Regions from separate parts of the Arabidopsis thaliana genome. Here region 1 is linked to region 2. Evidence: chromatin contacts called from public capture Hi-C data. All regions are on one chromosome and are shown on one strand. The core of a region is the stretch at or near the end of the contact, and the rest is flanking DNA. Distances in the headings are between cores, read along the strand shown.

What was found. Capture Hi-C pulls out chosen DNA fragments and counts their contacts.
Region 1: a contact with region 2 is called in a capture Hi-C map of seedling, with 2.0 times the contacts expected there.

Annotation. Positions count from the first base shown.
Region 1 is chr1:10,907,888-10,911,243 of TAIR10.1, reverse strand. It overlaps AT1G30755 (elongation factor G, putative (DUF668)), which reads left to right and starts at 1,488. Exons shown (of 12, transcript NM_102812.3): 1 at 1,488-2,719; 2 at 2,818-3,146; 3 at 3,227-3,319. The coding sequence starts at 2,471. It overlaps AT1G30757, which reads right to left and starts at 2,264. Exons shown (of 2, transcript NM_001332927.1): 1 at 2,093-2,264; 2 at 1,460-1,981. The coding sequence starts at 1,957. The coding sequence ends at 1,853.
Region 2 is chr1:10,604,135-10,607,505 of TAIR10.1, reverse strand. It overlaps AT1G30160 (hypothetical protein (DUF295)), which reads right to left and starts at 1,347. Exons shown (of 3, transcript NM_102756.5): 1 at 1,200-1,347; 2 at 290-1,039; 3 at 1-201. The coding sequence starts at 894. It also overlaps the pseudogene AT1G30150.

The sequences.
Region 1 (3,356 bases), core at 239-2,738, 300 kb before region 2:
CGTAGATAATGCTTGCCACAAGATACCGAAATAAATATATCATGTTAGCACACTTCTTTGGTTTGGTAGTTGGATCGGGTCATTTCCGATTTAATCTGTCGATTTAAGTGCAACTAAAGAAAATATTCGATGTCGACCAATAGAACAAACATGGGCTATATAGATATATATAACATTTGGTTTTTATTTTATTTTGTTAAAGAAAACATTTGGTTGCTATTTTCACATGGATCATTATAAATTTTGGTTTTGGATGCTATTAATCTACAATCCTCGTATAGTTATTTATTTTCTTCTGTAACCTCAAACATATATCTAATGTGTGAACTGAAATAAAATAAGATATAACCCACTTAACAATACCAAGTTCACATGTTAGCTACGCCATAAAGTTTCAAAATACTAAGACTTCACGCTCGCATGCTCAAGCAGCAAGCACCCACACAAGTAGTAACATATATATCTATATTTTATTTACATTGTGCTAAAATATCTCTTCTAGATAAGTTTTAAAACGAGAATCATGAGAAAAAAATAATTTATAACAAAATTTGTTGATGATGTTAGGATGTAGATCAATGTTTTATAATAATGATGTTGTAAAAAAGGCGATAAGTGTACTTTCAATCTTGTTTATCATTAATATGGCCTTTATCAAAGTGTACACTACTAAAAAAGACACTGCAAAAACAATATAATGAGAACAAGAACATTTGGAAATTCAGTTCACTATACCTTCTTAATCTGAAGAATTTGAACCACTTTAATAGAACACTTGTGATATTACCTTGAAATTTATAAATCAAAGTTAATATACAGATTATTCTTTCTTTAATTTGTTAATGGACTATACAAGTCAAAGATTTACCAAGACATACATGGCTAATTGTAATTAACAATCTCGAGCACACAATCTACTTTTGTTATAAATTGCCGCATCTATTTATGAAGACACCATGAAGCAGTAAAACTAAAATACATCTACAACGACGGACATTTAAAGATGTTTTTACTTGATATAATAATCACCATGTTAATACGGAAATTACATGATATTGAGTTATAGATAAAAATCTAGTAGATACATCCTAATTATATATAGCATAATAAAGCTTTAAATTGAAATGTTGACAAGGAGATGCATGAATTTAAAGGCATAGGCCATAGCTTAGTTACCATTTTTGTAAACGACCGTCTTCGCAACCACTTCTTTTTCTCGTTGACCTGACAAAAGCTTCAAATTATAGTTATTGTGGATTGACTTTATTTTACATAGTGTAGGTTTTGTTTATCATCACAAATTATTTTAACAATCACCATCTCTAATCTTTTACGCCATTAATATTAATATTTTCATAATATATTTTAGCAGTCAGATTTATAAATTGTACCTATTTATTTTGTTTTAAACAGTAGGTTAATGATAATAATATTAACAATTTACAAAAAATTATGTATTAAAATAACATGATTATTTTTTTTTTGTCGTTTTTGTTACGCTGAAAAATTACATACCCAATTTAAATCTCACTTCCAAAAGACATAAAAGGATTGTTTTTTACTTTGTGAAAATTACATATTGACAGTCCTATTTTGATGGGCCTAAAAATGGCCCAATAGTAATTAGTTTGGGCAGCAGCATTTCACCTCTGCGACGGTCGGAGCTCATCTTCAATCATAACTTCATCTTCTTCAAGCAAATCAACTAAACTCTGATCAATCCAGAAGGAGCGAAAGAGAACTATAGATCGGATGACTAAATTCCCAACAAACCATAGTTTATCCAAAATTTTCCTTGGACTAAACCGGAATTTCCACCGGTTCAGAATTAAACCGGTACGGTACACCCAATTCAGCAACAACAAACAAAAATAAACCAGAATCTCCCGATCACCGCACTGGTTACATTCCCGGCGCCGGAAACCGCCTCTACTACCGCGTCGCAGCGAGTAAGCATGTCTTCTGTCTTCTTCCTCTTATACTTTTCATTAGCGTTGAAATTAAGGTTTGAATATACTCGAAATAAGATTGGATAAATCTTCTGCAATTCGAAGAAATTCAACGAGAGAGAGATTGCTGAAAAAAAACTAACCTAAAAAGCACGTCACAAGGCCGGCGAGATATCTTCAACAATGGTCTTCTTCTCTTTCGATAAACAACAAATAAAAAAATTCCAAAAGGAAGTAAGAATAGTCGTCTCTCTGACTTCTCTTTAAAATGATAAGTCAAAGTAAACAAATTGATGCCACGGTGCTTCCTCTTTAGCTTGTGAATGGTGTATAATAAAAACTCTTCCTTGCTCTGACTTTGTCTTTCCCATTTTACCAAGTCTTTCTTTTTGTCCCCACCATAGTTGCAATTCTTGATTTTCTCTCAGGTTTTGAATCTTTTGGGTCATTTGGTCTCTCTTCTGCTGTTTTCCTCTGAAGATTAGAGCTTTACCAGAGAGATAACTTGTTGGAGAAGACAAATGGGAGGTGTTTGTTCTTGTGTATTCAAAGATGATGATAAGAAGAAGAAGTTGAGATCAAACGATGATGATAAGTCAAGAGGGTTTTCTGGGAAACTTAAGTCTATGAGAAGAAGTAAAACCTCTGATTCTTATTATTCAGATAATTACGGAGGCTCAAGACGGAAAAGTTCTAAGCCTGATGAGGTTGTTTTCAACTTTTCTGGCGAGCTTGGTCCGATGCCTCCATTAAGGAACGATTCCACCAAGGTTTTTGTTTTCAAAGGCTTCTTTAGGATATGCAACTTCTCTAGCTAAAGATTTCATCTTTGTATTGATGAGAATTTGGTTCTTGTTTTTTTCTACAGTTTATGCAGAGGAACTCGTTTATGGGACGGGCTGGGGTAATGGGGCTAGAGAAAGCTGTTGAAGTTCTAGACACGCTCGGGAGCAGCATGACTCGTATGAATCCGAGCAACGCGTATCTCTCTGGTGTTACATCGTCCCGTGGTGGCAAAGTCACTATATTGGCTTTTGAAGTGGCCAATACTATTGCCAAAGGTGCTGCTTTGCTGCAATCTTTGTCTGAAGAGAATCTCAAGTTCATGAAGAAAGATATGTTGCATTCCGAGGAAGTCAAGAAGTTGGTTTCTACGGATACCACAGAGTTGCAAATTCTTGCTGCTTCTGACAAAAGGTTTGTGTTTTATAATTTATCCCCATTTGTTTCTGTCTTTGGTTCGTTTTCTTTCTTGATTTATTTTCTTTTTCCTGTAGGGAGGAACTCGATCTTTTCTCTGGAGAGGTTATCAGGTTTGGTAATATGTGCAAAGATCTGCAGTGGCACAATCTCGATCGATATTTTATGAAGTAAGTTTAGTTTGTGTTGAACAAGTCCTTATCTAAT
Region 2 (3,371 bases), core at 98-2,597:
ATGGAGTTAGGTTGGAGTCCAGGGCAAGAGCTAGCCTTGACGCAGAAATCCTCTCCCTTCGAAATGAAAATGCATAGATCTCCAATGTCATCTGTGTAACGCATGTTTTTCCTTCCATCTTTCGTCTCTTCCTCTCTGAACACCATTACAATCGGTGACTTGCACCAGTTACTGGTGTTTTCAGGCGAGTATTCACAAAACCTGCATATAGGTTACAAGTCAAATATATGAGTGTTTTAGTTTTTTTTTTTGTTTCAGCAAAATTCCTTAAATATTAAAATTAGGTTACCATTTGACAAGGAAACTTTCGCCGGAAGGTGACTCCACCCAATGATCCTCTCTGCCGTAGGAATCTAACTGCTTCCAGAGGGAACGTGGCATGTTGGGAAGGTTGTGCAAGACCAACTCATGGAACTTAGGCTTCTTGTCTTCCTTGAAGTTGAGATCCCAGGAGCATAAGTAGTTGCCTCCAGGAGCAAGCAAATAGAACCGTTGGTCTTTTTTAGAATACATGAGTTCTGAGACTTCCCACGACTCAAAAGGGGTTAGGATGTTAGTCCAACGAAGGTCATGACGAGGCCTGCAGAGGCTAAGCTGTCTACCCAAGAACTTGATGCCAACTACCCAATCTTCATGGTCGTCGTCTTGATCAGGAGGAGGAGAGGACATTGCCACGTTGCACACGACTTCGGTTTGGCCAGAGTACATTGGAGTAAAAAAAGGTAGATGAATCATCTTTGGTTTTGACTTGGAAGCATAGGGGTTCAAATAGTCGCTGATAAGTGCCGACCGATTTGTTCTATCGGAGAAAAGTCCCCATCCATGGGAAGCTCCCACCAACTGGGCGTCATAAAGCTCGTCGGGATATATTTTGTCCGCTGTGACTAACTTCATATCTGGTATGTTGAACAACAGGACTTGTCCGAGGTTGCCGTCCGGAGAGGGTTCCACAACGGTACAAATAGAAACACATGGGCCGGTCGTTGAGGATGAAAACGAACGAATGTTCCTACTGCTTTTGTGAATCTGCCAAGTTAAGCTACACAGAGATCAAGACCCAATCATAAGTAAATGAAGCATCTTCTCTAATTAAGCTTAGGAGCAATCTCTACCCTCCGAATCTTGTCTATCTAATCTAAAGTAGAAAAAGTAAACCATCTAATCTATAAAAAAAAATACAAGCAAAAGAAAGAACTTACGAGAGGAGAGAGCTTGGAGAGAAGCCGAGACATTATTGCAGAAGAAACCCAAAAATTAAGTTGATGTATTTTGGAGTCTCTCTACCCTTAGAGAAGAGAGAGAAATAGGTGTGGGTAGCAAGCTTTTTCTCTCCTGTTTTCCTTTTTTGGTGACATTTTCGTTTTTTTGGAATCTTGCTATATTTTTACCCATCATTATTCACAAACGATATAATAAGTTAATAACTATGTTGACTGAAAAATAAACAAGTAAACAATAAATTCTGACCCAACTATATTTATTTACACCTCTATCTTTATACTTTTAAAATTGATGAAAATGTTGTATGTAAATCTTTTTGGCCGAAATATTTTTAACAGTTGACATTTTTTATCTTCACATTTTTAACTTGCCATCTAATGATTATTCTTTTCCAACTACAAACTTATGTTCTTCCTTAGTTTTCTTTAACAATAATCAATACTATCAAATTAGTTATTCTCTATCACCACTTGCCCACTTCTTCCGTTTTCACGTACAAGTTTTCTGTATATGTCATAAATATGAATGATCAATACTATGAAATTCAAACTTTGTTATATCATTATGATGAACCAAGTGAAATGCAAACTTTGGTATATCGGGAATATGAATTTGCTTTTGGTTCGGTTTGGTTGTCAGTTTTCTTAATGAGTTGGTTTAGTAGACCTCAAATGGAAGTGAATTCGGTTACTTAGTTTAATCATCGGTTTAACTTGGTCAAATTATACGCACGGCAGCAGAATCAATTATACTATAATAGGCTTGCCAAAATGTCCCGCCATGAACCGGGAGATGTTGGTTCTATTTACACCGGCACGGTATCCTGCTAAAAAGTTCATATCTATATATATAGTGAAACCGAACAAACATAAAAATAAAAATAATATAAACCATAGAGATTAGAGGTAAAAGAGAGATAAACAAGCAGTCTTAAGCAAATTAAGGAACCATTACAACATAAGATAACTAAGAACCATTGCAACATCAATCCATAAGACTAGAGATCAAACAGAGATAAAAAAAAAAAAAAAAAAAGCGTCTAAAGCAAATTAGGGACCATTACAACATAAATAAATAGGACTACTAAACCATAGAGATAAATTAGAGAGATAAACAAACGATTGTTTAGTTGTCGTCGTTGTTGTCGTCGTTGTTGTCATCGTTGTTGTCGTCGTTGTTGTCGTCGTTGCTGTCGTCGTCGTTGTCGTCGTTGTTGTTGTCGTTGTTGTTAGGGTTTGGAAGTTGGTATTGCTTGACTCTGACATCGATGCCCATGTTATTGCCGTCTTCGTTGACCCCACTACAGGAATATGGAGCATTTGTAGCGCCCGAAAAACGCTATGTTATTATATCATAGCGTTATTAGAAGCGCTCTATCATCGTCCGTCATAATAGGTCGGAGACATATTGTAGCGCTTTTTTGTTCTGCTATCATTATTTCCTTTATTACAGCGCTTTTTCTGCTGCAATCTTTAATTATTTAATAACGATTTGTTTCTGATATAAATAACTGTTATACATAGCATATTTAATTTGCTACATATAATTAGACAATAGCATTTAGTTAATTGCAATATTTATATATTATGGCATTTTTAATTATGCAATATTTCTCCAATTAATTCCAGTTCATAAATTATATTTTAATCCCAAATTCAGAAAGAAATTCATATTATTTGTAAATCATAAAATCAAAATTCAGAAAGAAATTCATAAATTCATATTATATAAAATTCAAGATCCCAGATTACATTTCAAAGTCAAAGTACTTAACAAAAAAAACAACATAATGTTTACACAAACATGATTTTATCAGTAGGCCAAGCCACAATACTACCTACATCATCTGCAATTGTTTGAATTTCAGAGTTTGGTCTCCACATAGCAGCATCTCCAATCTTTGAAACTTCTACACATACCTTGCTTGCATTTGGACCTAGGGGCATATGATGGACTGTGTCTGAAGGGTTAGAGGTACATACTCTTCCTTCTGCTACTCTTTCTCTCCCGTTCTTGTAATCTAACATGATGCATTTCTTCTTCGCAGATTTGCTGGTGCTAGCAGTACAACAAGCTCTACATGAATCAAAATAATACCAAGTAAGCAATATTCAAGCGATGGTCTTTCATATGCATGTAAGTTAAAGTGC